2 separate regions of the Bos taurus genome follow, and region 2 is linked to region 1. A link is a contact called in public Hi-C data. All regions are on one chromosome and are shown on one strand. The core of a region is the stretch at or near the end of the contact, and the rest is flanking DNA. Distances in the headings are between cores, read along the strand shown. Region 1 overlaps AHNAK (AHNAK nucleoprotein). Region 2 holds the start of AHNAK (AHNAK nucleoprotein).

The links. A called contact is a pair of places that touch in the nucleus more often than the background predicts.
Region 2: a Hi-C map of skeletal muscle shows a contact between it and region 1, with 2.2 times the contacts expected there. The contact joins the promoter of AHNAK here to the enhancer-like site in region 1. A contact is called at or near these places in 3 of 11 Hi-C or Micro-C datasets (liver and skeletal muscle).

The regions. Positions count from the first base shown.
Region 1 is chr29:40,868,115-40,874,822 of ARS-UCD2.0, reverse strand. The region is part of intron 4 of AHNAK (AHNAK nucleoprotein); the gene reads left to right. It also overlaps a transcript of CSKMT not described here. Among named protein-coding and RNA genes, the nearest start is that of AHNAK, 36 kb to the left of the region's middle. Within about 2 kb of position 4,027, at least 92 of the 102 cell types and tissues checked have an H3K27ac peak or open chromatin away from gene starts, as enhancers often do. A contact at or near this core is called in liver and skeletal muscle, where this site is marked.
Region 2 is chr29:40,904,701-40,911,408 of ARS-UCD2.0, reverse strand. AHNAK (AHNAK nucleoprotein) reads left to right here and starts at 3,934. Exons shown (of 6, transcript XM_024987677.2): 1 at 3,934-4,080. It also overlaps a transcript of CSKMT not described here.

The sequences.
Region 1 (6,708 bases), core at 2,778-5,277:
CTCAAACTCATTTCTGTATGTGTCAGGGTCCCTCCCGGAAATGTAGTTGAAGATAGTTCAGCTACAGAGACTTTAATGGGGACTCTTTATGCAGTAGTGGGCCAGGACCAAGAAGACAACAAGGGGTGTGAGACCCCCAGGGGCAGCAGGAGGCTGGTAACCCCCAGGTTACCCCTGGACCTGAAGGGGCCCGGGAAGAGATGGTGTTCCTGGAATCCAGTCATGCAGGACCACAGCATCTGCCAGAACCGCCTGCAGGGAGAAGCAGGAAGAAACACCCTGAGTTTCTCCCTGATGGTTGCTCGTGCTGGAGGGGAAGCCAGCCCAGTGTCACAGGTAGAGCAATCAGCCTCCTGGAGGCACAGAGTGAGGCAGAGATGCAGGGAGAAAGGGTCTGAGGGTGGAGGGCCAGATAGAGAACAGCCAGGACAATGTCTTCGTCCTCATTTTTCTGTTTGGCGAGTTTGACTTTCCATATATTGAGATTTCTTTGAATAGCCACAATTATGTGGGATACATCTAAGATATGATCATAAAATACTATGACCATTTTTGTTTTGAGCACACACAGTTATATTTCGGAGACACTGTACTTCTGTGAAAATTTTACTGTTAAGAATGTTTTAGTCCTCTGTCTTTAGGAATTGCTCTCAACATCACTTGTGCATTTAAAAAATACCAGTTTCCTTGGAGAAGTACAAATCTTCCTCTCTTGAGGGCTGCAAATAGCCAAAGGGCCTGGAAGATACTCCAGGGCTCCTAGGACAGAATACTGAAAAGATTCTGGGAGTCAGTAGGATTCTCCATGACCCTGAAGAAATGAAGCCCCCCCCACCTTGAGCCTCAGTTTCCTTATTTGTAACGTGGATAAGGCATATATTCTCTAAGGCCCTTGCCAGTTCCAAGAGTCTCTGATCTTAACAGAAGCAAGGCTGGTTAATTACGTGGATAGGGCTGTTTGGGGTCAAAAGCAAAGCATGATTATCATGTAGTGCAACTAATTTTCCCATGTGACCAGTAAATAGTCTCAAACGTTTTGAGCAACAGCACTGTTGAAATACTGCTATGTTTCCAGTGTCCCAAAGCCAAAGTACTGCACCCCCAAGACTCTGCATGTTGCTGGCACATGTGTCTCGTTTCTTGAGTCCCGTCTTAGCTCTCTGGCATTGCGCTTTAGCTGTGATGTGAGAGGTGCAGCTAAGCATGTGACTGATTTTTTTTTAAGTGGATTTATTCACTTTAAACCTATACAGAAATTGCAAGAATGACACAGTGAATATCCATATAACTGAGACTTCCCTGGCCGTCCAGTGGTTAAGACTCTGGGCTTCCACTGCAGGGGACATGGTTTTGATTCCTGGTTGGGGGAACTAAAGATCCCACATGGCACAGTGCAGCCACACACACACACAAATATATCCATATAACTTTCACTTAATTTCCCAGTTTCACCTTGTTGGTTTTAATCTCTCTCTCTCTCTCTCTTTAGATGTTATAATTATCATTGTATCTGCTGACTCATTTGAAAGTGAATTGCAAACACCATGATCCTTGATTCCTAAGCCCTTCAGCATGTATGGACATTCTCTTACATAACAGTATCAGAGCCAAATTTAGGAAACTAAGCATTGCTACTATTATCTGACATATTGCCCATGTTTAAATTTTGCCAGTTGCCTCAATGATTACAATTTCCTTCCAGCAATGTCTATTTTCCCAGTGAGGCCCCAACCATCCATGATCCCACATGGCATATAATTGCCATGGTCTCTTTAGTTTCTTCAACCTGGAACAGTTCCTCCGCTTTTTGTTGTCGTTTGGACACTGATTTTTGAAGTGTAAGGGGCCAGTTGTTTTGCAGAAACGTCCCCAATGTGGGTTTGTCTGAGGACATTTCTTCACGCTTTGGTTCAGGTTTTGCCTTCTGGGGCAGGGAGCGCACAGAAGTGGAGTGAGATCCCCGCTCAGGACCCTCAGGACTCGGGTCCCTTGATGAAGGAGGAAATTGCCTAGTTTCTCCATTGTAACAGTACCATGCATTTTTCCCCCTTTGGAATTAACAAGTAAACCCAAGTTTTCAAGAAAGAAGTCCAAGTTTGGGCAAGTTTATTTTGCAAGCGTGCTTGAAAGAGCTGGTGGCCTGCACGCCTCGGCCTTGGCGGGCTCTCTGGCTGGGGTTTGGAAACCGGAGTTCTGGCTTCGGGCTCCGCAGCACAGAGCAGCTCTCTGTCCGTCCTCCCAAGGACAAAGAATTCGGTGCATGAATGCTTGCCATGGGGTGGGAATGCCAGAGTGTTTACCAGCCTCTGAATGGCCGGGTGTCAGGCATTTGATTCCCAGGGCTGACCGATCCCAGCAGAGGCTCTGCCCTGCATGGGCCGCAGGACATGTGTGGGGAACATTCTGCTGAGCACGGTGATTTCAGTTCCCTTTAAAACCCTCTGTTGTTTTCCACCACAAACTTGAGGCCTGGCCTTCATGGAAAAACTTGCCAGCAGTGAGGCCAAGTATCAGAAAGAGTTAAGGATGAAAAGACCTTCTCTAGGGACAGGGGACCTGCTGGTCCACAAGGTGCCCCTCTCCTGAGATTTCATGCTGGCTTCTCCCTGTGCTTAGTCGCTCCAGTCATTACTCTTTGCGACCCCATGGACTGCAGCCCGCGAGGCACCTCTGTCCATGGGATTTCCCAGGCAAGAATACTAGAGTGGTTGGCATGTTCTCTTCCAAGGGATATTCCTGACCCAGGGGCTGAACCCTGGTCTCCTGCAGCTCCTGCACTGCAGGTGGGTTCTTTATCTCTGAGTCACCTAAATACTGTGTGCAAAGCCCTTTTCCTCAAAGGAACCTGCAGTCTAGTAGAGGAATAATAATGATGATAATGATAGCTCTCAGTTCTGCTGCTTCCTAGCTGTGTGATCTTGGGCAAATTACTACAACTCTCTGTGCCTCAGTTCTCTTATCTATAAAATGGCAATAATATGTTATCTCTCTTATAGCTTTCTTGTGAGGATGATGTAAGTTGACACATATAAGGTGCTTGGCATATAGTAAATACTGGAAGTGTCAGCCATTTCTATGGAATACTTACTTTGTGTTAGGCACTGTATATGTACTGTATATGCTTTATCTCTTTTGATTTCTGCAACATCCCTCTAAGGTGGGTATTGTTTTCCTCACATCGAAACTAAGGCTCAGAGAGTTTAAGCAATTATTTTCAGGGTCACACAGCTAGTGAGTGGCAGAAACTGGAGAACTCCGGGCAGCTTGGTTGGTTTCTGGTCCAGCCCAGAAAAGGCTGTTATTCATCTAGGGAGTAAGGGGAGGCTCCAGGCTTCAAAAAAAGTGAACTCTTGGTCTGGGTTCAGCCTCCTCAGCAGCTGCCAACCCCTCCCACCCACTATTACCCTAGGTCTTTTCCCCTTTGGAGTATTCAGAGTATTCACTCTTCTGGATGATAATAAACAAGGGAGAGTCCACAATCAAAGTGTTTGCATTGTAACTGGCCCCACCCACTGTCCCTGACCACAGTCCAGGCAGCCTGGAGGCCCCTTCCACCACCCTCTCCAGTGGAAGGGTTGCCCCCAGCTGTGGGAATGCAGGCCAGCTGAGGCCTGTTGGGCACATCTCTGGGGGAGGGCCTGAGAGCATGAGGGGACTCCAGAGAGTAGTTTTGGGCAGGACGTGGGTGTGTGTATTCAGTTGTGTCCAACTCTTTGGGACCCAGCGGACTGTAGCCCACCAGGCTCCTTTGTCCATGGGATTTTCCAGGCAAGAATACTGGAGTGGGTTGCCATTTCCCACTCCAGGGGATCTTCCCAATCCTGCATTGGCCGGCGGATTCTTTACCACTGCACCACCTGGATAGTGGCTCCCAAAGTGGACAGCCTTCCTTATTCCTTTTCCTGCCAGCTTCCTAGGCTCCAAGGCTGAGACTCTGGAGCCCAGCCTGAGAACTCGCTAACGGTCATCTGTTATGGGAGTGAGCCAAGGACTTGCTCAGTCCCACCCACCCACCACCGGCGCCCCACCCAAACGGAATGCGAAGGAACTGGAGCCTCCTTGAGGTTGGACCACTCGCTCTTTACTGTGGAGACTCTGGGGGTCCGAGGGAAGAAGGAAGCAAAAAGCAATCTATAAGGGAAATAGAAGCGCGAGCCCGGGAGAGGATAGAGGTGGATAGGGCGGCGTGGCGGGCGGTGGGGGCCGGGAGGGAGAAGCCAGTAGGGGTGGAGCGAAGCCCCAGGAAGAGAGGAGCGGAAAATGGGGAGGTTTGGAACGAGCAGCTGGGAACGTGACAGGGCGTGGTGACGGAAGGAAAGAAGAGAGGCTTTACAGGGAGCAGGGACTGTGCCAAAGGGCTTTGGGGGGATTTTAGCCCTGCTCCCCATCTCTCTAAGTCCCTCCTAGCGCCTCAAATGAATTTACGACCTAAATAAAACAGCACCCTTGCAATGTCAGGTTCTTCCACTCCAACCAGAAACTAGATGACACCCCTAAGCTCCCCATAATGTAGTCATGAGGCCGCTAGCGTCCAAGGAGCGAGAGAACCACGCCGAGACCCGCGGTCCGGGAGAAATGAGAGGGAGCGAGGGAGTGAGGCACCCTAGAGGAGGGCGGAGGGCAGTTTCTAGGGAGCCTCTGACGCCACGCCCCCTTCGACGGAGCAGCCAATCGCCAGGCTGTATCCTGTTCTCGTTACTTGTTGCCAGGCAGATTTTTAGCCACCTCTAGGCTACTGTGAGCCCCCAGCCTAGGTTTGGATGAGGAGGGTCGGGCGCGGGGCACCGCGGGCAGGGAAGAGGTGGGGAAGAAAGTGAGGGGGTGGGAGGCTTCGGAAAGCTGCTGGAGGCCAGTAACACTTCCCAGGAAGGGCGTGGCCGCAGGAGCTAGCCCCCTCTCCCTGGTGGGTCCCTAAGCCCGAAGCCTTGCGGGGACACAGGCTTTTCCCATAGTCAATCGACAGCTTTGTGCTCTGAGAAACTCCTGCGCTGCGGAGAGCCAGGGCCCTGTATGTTAATACTTCGGGATATTTACATGTAAAAAGAGGACTTTGGGGCCCTGAGGGGTGGGTCCGTCTGGGTGGTTATTTCAGGCCTTTGGGCAGGTCAGCTCTGAGTATTTTGGGAGAGGAGAGCCTTTTAGCAAAGCCTCACAAACAACGCCAGTAGGTGCCCGCGTGCCCGCCTTACTTTCTCCCCCAGGGGCCTGACGTGGCTTCTCGCCTGTAACCTGGAGTTTGACCCCTGCCTGCTGCCTTTTTTGTTTTGTTTGACCACACCCCATGGCTTGTGGGGCCCAGACCAGTGGAAGCTCAGAATCTTAAACACTGGTTGTTGTTATTCAGTTGCTCAGTCCTGTCCAACTCTTTGCAACCCCATGGACCGCAGCATGCCAGGCTTTCCTGTCCTTCACTATCTCCTGGAGACTGCTCAAACTCATGTTGGTTGAGTCGGTGATGCCATCCAACTTATCTTATCCTCTGTCCCCCCCTACTCCTCCTGCCCTTAATCTTTCCCAGCATCAGGGTCTTTTCCAGTGAGTCAGCTCTTCACATCAAGTGGCCAAAGTATTGGAGCTTCAGCATCAGTCCTTTCAATGAATAATTCAAGGTTGATTTCCTTTAGAATTGACTGGTTTGATCTCCTTGCAGTCCAAGGGACTCTCAAGAGTCTTCTCCAGCACCACAGTTTGAAAGCATCAATTCTTCATTGCTCAGCCTTCTTTATGGTCCAACTCTCACATCCTTATGTGACTCCTGGAAAAACCATAGCTTTTATTATATGGACCTGTATCAGCTAATTGATGTCTCTGCTTTTTAATATGCTTCCTAGGTTTGTCATGGTTTTTCTTCCAGGGAGCAAGCGTCTTTTAGTTTTATGGTTGCATTCACTGTGTTTAACCACTGGACCACCAGGGATTCCCATCCCCTGCTTGTCTTAAGGTGCCCCACTCCAATCCAGGTGAGGGAGAAGGCTTTTGACTACCTCTGGCTTTCCAGCCAGTGCCCAGTGGGTTTTATCTGGGAGTGTGGTCTCCTCCAGGGCACAGGGCTGGATGCTGGCCTCTAATCTCTGGCTTAGTGGGCACGCAGTGGGGAGGGCTGGAATGTGAGCAGGGAGGAGAGGATAATGCCAGGGGCCTTTTCTGCTTGTAAGAGTGCAAGTTCACTTACAACTTGAATTTCAAGTGGGCCCTTCAGGCAGATTAGGGAGGTCAAGTGAGAGTGTGGAGGCAGCCGCTGTGGATTGTCTAAATTCCTAGAAAATAAATTCTAGGAATTTAGCTGCAGGAGGGAGGTGTGCCAGGTGAGTACTGCCAGTGCCATGTATGGCTGGGGTTAGAGTTGGTGGTCCAGGAGGACTGGAGGGGAGGAGGTGGCTTTTTGCTTCCCTTCCTCTATTCTAACACTTCCGTATTCCAAAAGTTACTTGTTTCTTGAATAGTATCTAAGAGACGAATGCTTTTAGCTAAGGGCTTTAAAATTTTATTGCTTCTTTTAATTAAAAAAAAAAAATTGTGCTGCAATCCTCTTATGGAGGAGAACCAGTCCCTCTAAATACTGTTTTTGGGAACTGCCCTTTGTTTGAAGTAATTATTGTCCCTAAAAATGGGAAATTACACATACTGTTTATCAAAAAGGAAATAAACACCTTGGACTAACAGAGGTTCTCGCCACTGGATGGTGATTCCAAACCTTGCCAGCAACCC
Region 2 (6,708 bases), core at 2,685-5,184, 37 kb before region 1:
ATTTCTGTGCTCCTAAGGCTGACATGCCAAAGGGCCCTCGACTGGACGAAAAGTCTGCTTTCAAAGAGATTGAGAACAGATTGCACCTTTCACTTCCTTCCTGGGATCAGAGTTTAAAAGCCATGATGACTCGTAGAGCAATCGCATCTTTTCTTCCTCATCATGCACTGATTTCAGAGAAGGGGACTGTGGGGAGAAGGGAAGGGAAGGGGAATCCCCTGGCACAGGGCCTGCCCACAGAGCGCCCCTTTGGGGTTGCTATGGAAACAGGCATAATAAGAACAAAACAGAGGCACGTTGCCTGGCAACACAGGAGCCCAGGGTTCATCACACACATACTACCTACAAATCAGGGAACCCCCGGGGAGGGAGTGGCACTTTTGGTGAAGCTGGGGTATCCCAGTGATGACGAGTCCTAGAGCTGACCTTGCTTTTCCAGTGGGTCTGGAGGACTGTGTGGTGTGGGACACTTCTGAAGGGCAGTGGAGGACCAGCGGGAAGGCTGAAGTCCTCTCAGATCACTGGGTAGCTCTTACTTTGATGGGGAAATCTGAAACAATGTTCAGACGGAGGGAACTCCTTTTAACTAAAAAATAGTGTGTCTTTGTGGGGGGAGTAAGATATGGGTGTAAAAGATCTGGAAGAAAAAATGACATCCAGTTTTTCCAAAGCATGGGACTCACAGTACAAGGTAGCTTAGCATCAGAGGCTAGATCCTTCTGGACTAAGCACCTGGGGGCAGGGATTCCATCTTGTCAAGGACTCCGTTACCTGTACCACCACCACCACCATCACCTACCCCTGGCCCAGTGCTGGACACAGTAAATGTTTGTGCAAAGCTGCATGAGAGAACTACATGTGGGGGCTGAGAGTGAGGGGAACCTCGTGGGGTACAGGATGCTGTTGTATAAAGAACAGGAACTTTGGGGGGAGTTCTCTGGTGGGCCATTGGTTAAGACTCCAAGCTTCCAATGCAAGGGGCGCAGTGCAGGTTCGATCCCTGGTCAAGGAACTAAGATCCTACATGCATGGCCAAAAAAATTATTTAAAAAAACAAGATGAACAAGGGCTTTGGGGCCAGTTATATCTGCAGTTTATTCATTCATTCATTCACTCACTTTTTTAGCAAAGTGTTCTGGCGTGATTGCTAGGTGCCAGCCACTGCTGTAGACATAGAGTACGCAGCAGGAAACAAACAATGCCTGCCCTCCTGGAGCTTAGATGTGGATGGGAGCTTTGAGTCCGGCTTCTGAAGGTTATGTGATTTTAGGTAAATCACTGCCCCTCTCCCAGACCATTTCCTTCCTGCGTGTGAGGATTAAATGGGCTGACACACGAGGTGCCTACAGCAGTGTCAGACAAGATCACCATGAAGGTAGCTCTTGGGGAGGAGGGGTGAAAGACGGGGGCTACAGCAGTAGGCAGAAGGAGAAGGGGTGGCAGAAATCTCTCAAAGTGTTGCGTCTCCAGTTGCACCATTGAAGACTGTTGAAAATATTCCCTTTCCCTGCCAGCTTTGGTGTGGCAAATAGGGTCATGGCTTTTTAGGGGCAGAGTCTAGTTTACCCCTTCTGTATCCTCCTAGCCTAGAAGCAGGGAGGAGCCACTCCCCAGGACCACCTCCCACCAGGTATCCTGACACTCGTGCCCCTGAACCAAGTACCTGGACAGTAATCCCTGCTCTGCAGCTGCTCCCCAGACCGGCCTCTCCTGCCTTCTTCTCTGTTGACCAAGAGGGTGGCCAGAACAAACAATGGAGCTGATAAGTTGGCTCTGAGCCCAGGACACCAGCCTCTGCTCTTTCACTCCTGGGGGGTTGAGGGAGTCCCAGCTGAGTCGAAGGCGCAATATTCACACCCTCCCACACTCTTCCTTTCCTGTTTCAGCCCCTCCCTCTAAATTCCCATGGCCCTTTGTGCAGACCCCTATCTTTGTGGCATATGTCATATCGTAGCTATCTTTCTGAAAAACCTGTCGATCAGCTCCCATTTTAACATGCACTGGAAACCCTCACACTTTCAAGGAACCAAATGATTCATTTCGTAAAGTTAATACTCCTCTGATAAACTGTTAACTGTGGTTATTTTGGGGGAGAGGGACTAACTTGGGGGTGGAGGGAATCATCTACTTTTTACTGTTCTGCTTTTCTGTACTGACATCCTTCACCCTATAGAGGTATTGATTTTATCTCCGAAACAGCAACAAGGATTAATCAGATTTGTAGGGTCACGGCCCACTTTATCTGTATTCTTGGTCTATATTTAAAAAACTGAATACATGTTATTTAATATGAAATAAAATTAAAAAAATTTATATCGGAAATAATTAGCTGTTGGTTTTATTTTTTTAAAGCATCCCAAAGTTGAATTTTTTTTTTCTTTAAATAAGGTAGGTGCTGGGAAAGAGAAGCAGACCACAATGGAGGTGGAAGTGATTCTAAAAGTCTGGGTTTCTGATTCTGTGCTTGTGATACAGGTGGTGGAACTGCCTCTGCTCTAGGTTTGAGTCACTGTGTGTGCGAGAGAGAGAGAGAGAGAGAGAGAGAGAGAGAGAGACAGAGAGAGACAGAGAGAGAGAGACAGAGAGAGAGAGAGAGACAGAGAGACAGAGAGAGAGAGAGAGACAGAGAGAGAGAGAGAGAAAATATGAGAGATTGCCAGTGCCCAAGTCTGTGCTTTGACTATGTGTCTCTGCATGTCTGTGCCGGTCTGAATGCCTACACACGTGTCTCCACCTTTCTGTGTCCATTATCTGCCTGCCTGCCTGTCTGTGGCTCCTTTGGCTGGGTCTTCCCTCCCCCACGCCTGTACCCTATGCCGGTAACTGGACCTGGGACACAGCCCCCAGGGCTGGCAGCGGAGTTGGCTGTTGGGTATTTTTAGCCTGTAAACATGTTTGCCATTTCAGAGGACAGGGCCGCTGGTCTCAGCCCCAGCCCACTCAGGATGGAACAGCGGGCCAGGTCTTCTCAGGTCTCCAGCCTGGGGTCTCACTTCCCCAGCATTCCAGAGGAAAGACAAACTGGCTCCACGTGGGCAGTGGGTGGTCATCCAAAAGAGAGGATAAGAGGATTCATGGGGGTGAAGCCAGAAGGCCCCCCCGCACCCCGTCATTAAACGTTTAATAAAATCTCCGTGTAGTTAGAAGTGGCTGTGGGAAATGGCTGTAAAATTGGAAACTCAGCGTCCAGGGGAGTGGGGCGGTGGAGGAGGGGGTCCGAGCAGAAATAGAGAAAAGTGGGGGACAGGGAGGCAGGCAGCGCGGACTCTGATCCTGCAAGGGGTGCGGGCCTGACTCCCGTGTCGCTGCAGCGGCCAGAGAGGCACGGTGGCGCGTGGGGCGCTGGTGACCCTGACTCCAGCAGGTGGGGCCAACATCTCCAGGCCGGTTCTGGGGGCGGGGAGGGGCTGAGGGGCGCCCAGAAAGAGGGAGGGCGAGAAGTGGGCGCGGCTGCGTGAAGAACCAAGTGAAGAACCCGGGGCCTAGGATTAGAAGGGTAGTGGGCAGCGTTGAGAGAAAACTCAAAGGTCCGCTTCAGGCTGGAGGTCGCGGCTGAATCACTCAAGCCCCTGCAGGCGCCGGACCCCTTGGGTCCTTCCTGCAAAATGGGCTGATTTGCAGGTCCAGCTTCCAAGAGTTTCTTGCAGAAGAAGCCACCCGCCTAAGTCAGGGGGCAAATCCAGGCCCGGTGGGGCCGGGGTGGGCAGTGGATGGGGGCTGGGGAAGGCAGCACCTCGGATGTGCCGCGCCCCCGGGTCCCCGCGGCCCCGGTGCCCTCCCAGCAGCCCGCTCTCGGGTCCCAGCAGGGTCGGCCCGGCTCGCCCGTCCCAGCCCAGCTCCGGCCCCGCCCGGCCCCGCCCTCTCCCCACAGCTCGGGGCAGACCCGCCCGCTGGAGCCGGAGTTACAAGAGCCGCCTCCGCGCGCAGGGGCCCGGCCACTCGGAGCAGCTCCGCCGCGGGGACTGCACCGCCCGCCCTGCCGGACCCGCCCCGACCGGGGCTCGCCGCCTGCAACAGCCGCAGCACCGCGACCTCGGGCTCCGCGCCGGCTATGGCTGTGCCCTGGGGCTGAGCGCGCAGGTAGGGGCCTCCGGCGCACCTTGGCGCGATCGGGGAACGCGACGCCGGGAACGCGGGAGGGGAGGTGGGTGGCAGGACTTGGGCGAGGCTCTTTGGATGGGTGTCACTGTGAAGGCTCAACTTGGAGCAAGGTGGGCAGTCCCGGGCCGCCACGGGGAGGCCAACCGTGGTGTCCTGGAAAAGGAGCTCTGCCTCTGGAGTTGGGGCGTTGGAAGGGGCGCAAGTCGGGCAAAGTTGGAAAATCCTCCTAGGAGCGGTTTGCTCCAGTCCGTCTGTCTCTCGAGGGCTGATCGTTGTCCCTGCTGCACGGCCGGGCTCCGGTTCTTTGCCCAGTAACCCGTCCCACCCCCTCCTTCTCCATGGGGCGGTGGCTCGGCGAGCTGCTCCGCGCCTATTCCGTGTTTACTGGAGAAGTTTCCGAGATCGCGGCGCGGCCCCTCGGCCCCTCCCGGCGCCCCTGCGCCCCCGCGCCGCGCACCCCGTCCGCCGTCCCTCCCCGCGCCCCACACCTCCGCCCCTGACTTCGCGTCCCGAGTCCTCCGGGCCCCACCCAGTTCTGCACCACCAGCCTCTCCCTTTCTGGCTCCCGGCGGCCCCTCAGCCTCCCTTCGGCTGCCCCGCCCTAGTCTTGCCCCTCTGTGTTCCCAGCTCCAGAAAAAATCCCTTCTTCCTCTAGGGCGGCGGAGCCTGGAAGTTTGCAGCGCGCCCCGCGGCGGGACGGGTGGGAGTGGGGGTGGGGGACATAATTGGGGAGATTCTTGCACTGGGGGTGGGCGGGGAGTGGGGCTGTGCAGCGGCGCGGCCCTCGGGACCGCCCCTTCCCCTTCAGAGGCGGCGCTCTCTCCCCAACTCCACTCCCAAACCCGTCCGGGCGGGATGGCCCCCGCCCCAGAGCCTGGCTCGGCGCCAGCAGCCTGAGGAATGTGGTGGTTGGAGCCGGTGACTAATTCAAACCAGAACTCGGGGAGGAGTGGCGAGGGGTAAAGGGGAGGGGGGCGACGGGGCTTGTGTGGGAGGCGGGGGCCGGAGTCCGGCGGGCGTAGGGGGAGGAGGGCTCAGCTCCCCTCCCCGGACCCCTCCGCTCCCGCGGCGCGCTCTTGGGGCGACGGCGGAGGGGCGAGGTCCTGCTGGAGAGTTGGAAAGTCTCCGGGCTTAGGGTGTGTTCGGAGAACTGTGTTATATAAGGCTTTCCCATGCCGGGAGAGGGTGTGCAGTGCGCGAGGGCTGGCCCTCCGCTGGCGGGCTCGGTGCCCCCTGCAGTGCCAGGGCCCCGGGATGCGGGGGCGCAGCCCTTTGGCGTCGCTGGCCACGAGGGACACGTGGGTCTGAGCAAGGCTGACTCTGCCCCGTGGGTGGGAGGGGAGCCTAATGGGCAGAAGGGGCATCCAGCTGGACCCCTGCACTACGTGGGGAGGGCACTGGCGCCTCTGCACGTTGTGGCCCCAGAGAATTGTGAGCCTCGTGTGTGCCTGTCGCAGGGCGTGGCTGCCACCCAGGAGGTGGTGAGGTGCCCCCAGGGAGCCTGCTGCTGGGTGCCCTGTTCTGCGGAGTGGATCTCTGAAAAGGCACCGTGGGATCCTCCCGTGCCAGCGAGGTCCTTAGCGCAGGTCCTGGACCTTTGCAGGAAAAGGGACCCAGAGAGTTACCTCCGGGTTCTGAAACAGTTTCCTCGACTAGGATCCAGCCTCTGACTGCAGGGATTGTGTGCCCTGTGGTGCACAGCCTAGAACGTGAGAGAGACTGGGTTGATTTTGGGCAACACAGTGATGCATTGGAGGGCTGGGGTGATAGAAGAAGGCAACGGAGTCAGGGGAAAGGAGAGAGGTTGAAGATGCATTGGAAGGCATTTTAGGGCCCCCTCACCAGGGCTGGGTCTAAATTCGGGGAGTAAGATTCTCCTTTGGTGCTCTGTCTCTTCTGCCCCCAGGAGGGAAATCCCTGGGGCAGGGTGTGGCACTCACTTCCTTTCTGAAGCTCATTGGGGAAGCTTCCTTCTCGTTGGCCCCCAAGGATGATGGGTTGGGCTAGCCCTTGATTCGGGTGTGTATGCCCAGTGGGGAGAGAAGGGAGCCCGCAGCTGAGGGGTGAGGTGGGGGGGAGAGGACGGGAAGGGGGGTGGGGGCATGAGAGGTGGGCTAGCAGAGGACGAAGGGTCTGGAGTATTGGCAACGGGGATCGGAGGGTGTCTGTGGCCCTCCCCAAAGCCTTGTCCTTGAAGGTTATACGCAGCGACATTGTTCAGGAAGCCAGGACACATAAGAAGCCACATAGGTGGGGCTTACTGCTGATGCTGGGGGGCCCCGAAGCAGTGATTCGGGGGTCCTTGTCGGGGCAAGTTTGTGAAGAGCTGAGGACTTGAACCAGCCAGACTCTGGTTGGCTCCCCTCCCACCCACGGAGCAGAGTCAGCCAGTTGAGGGGAATGTGACTGCAGGTCCAGGGCTCAAAGTGGGACCCAAAAGAATGACTCCTGGGAGACCTGTGAAGGGAGATGGCCATCATCGGTCAAGGGCAGGGAATGGGCAGGGGGGTCCCAGGGTCACCTTCATCCCAGGAAGGCCTCGGCTGGGGGTTTCTCGGGCACCACCGACCTGGATTCCTAGGCTCAGTTGGAATGGGCTGGCTGGCC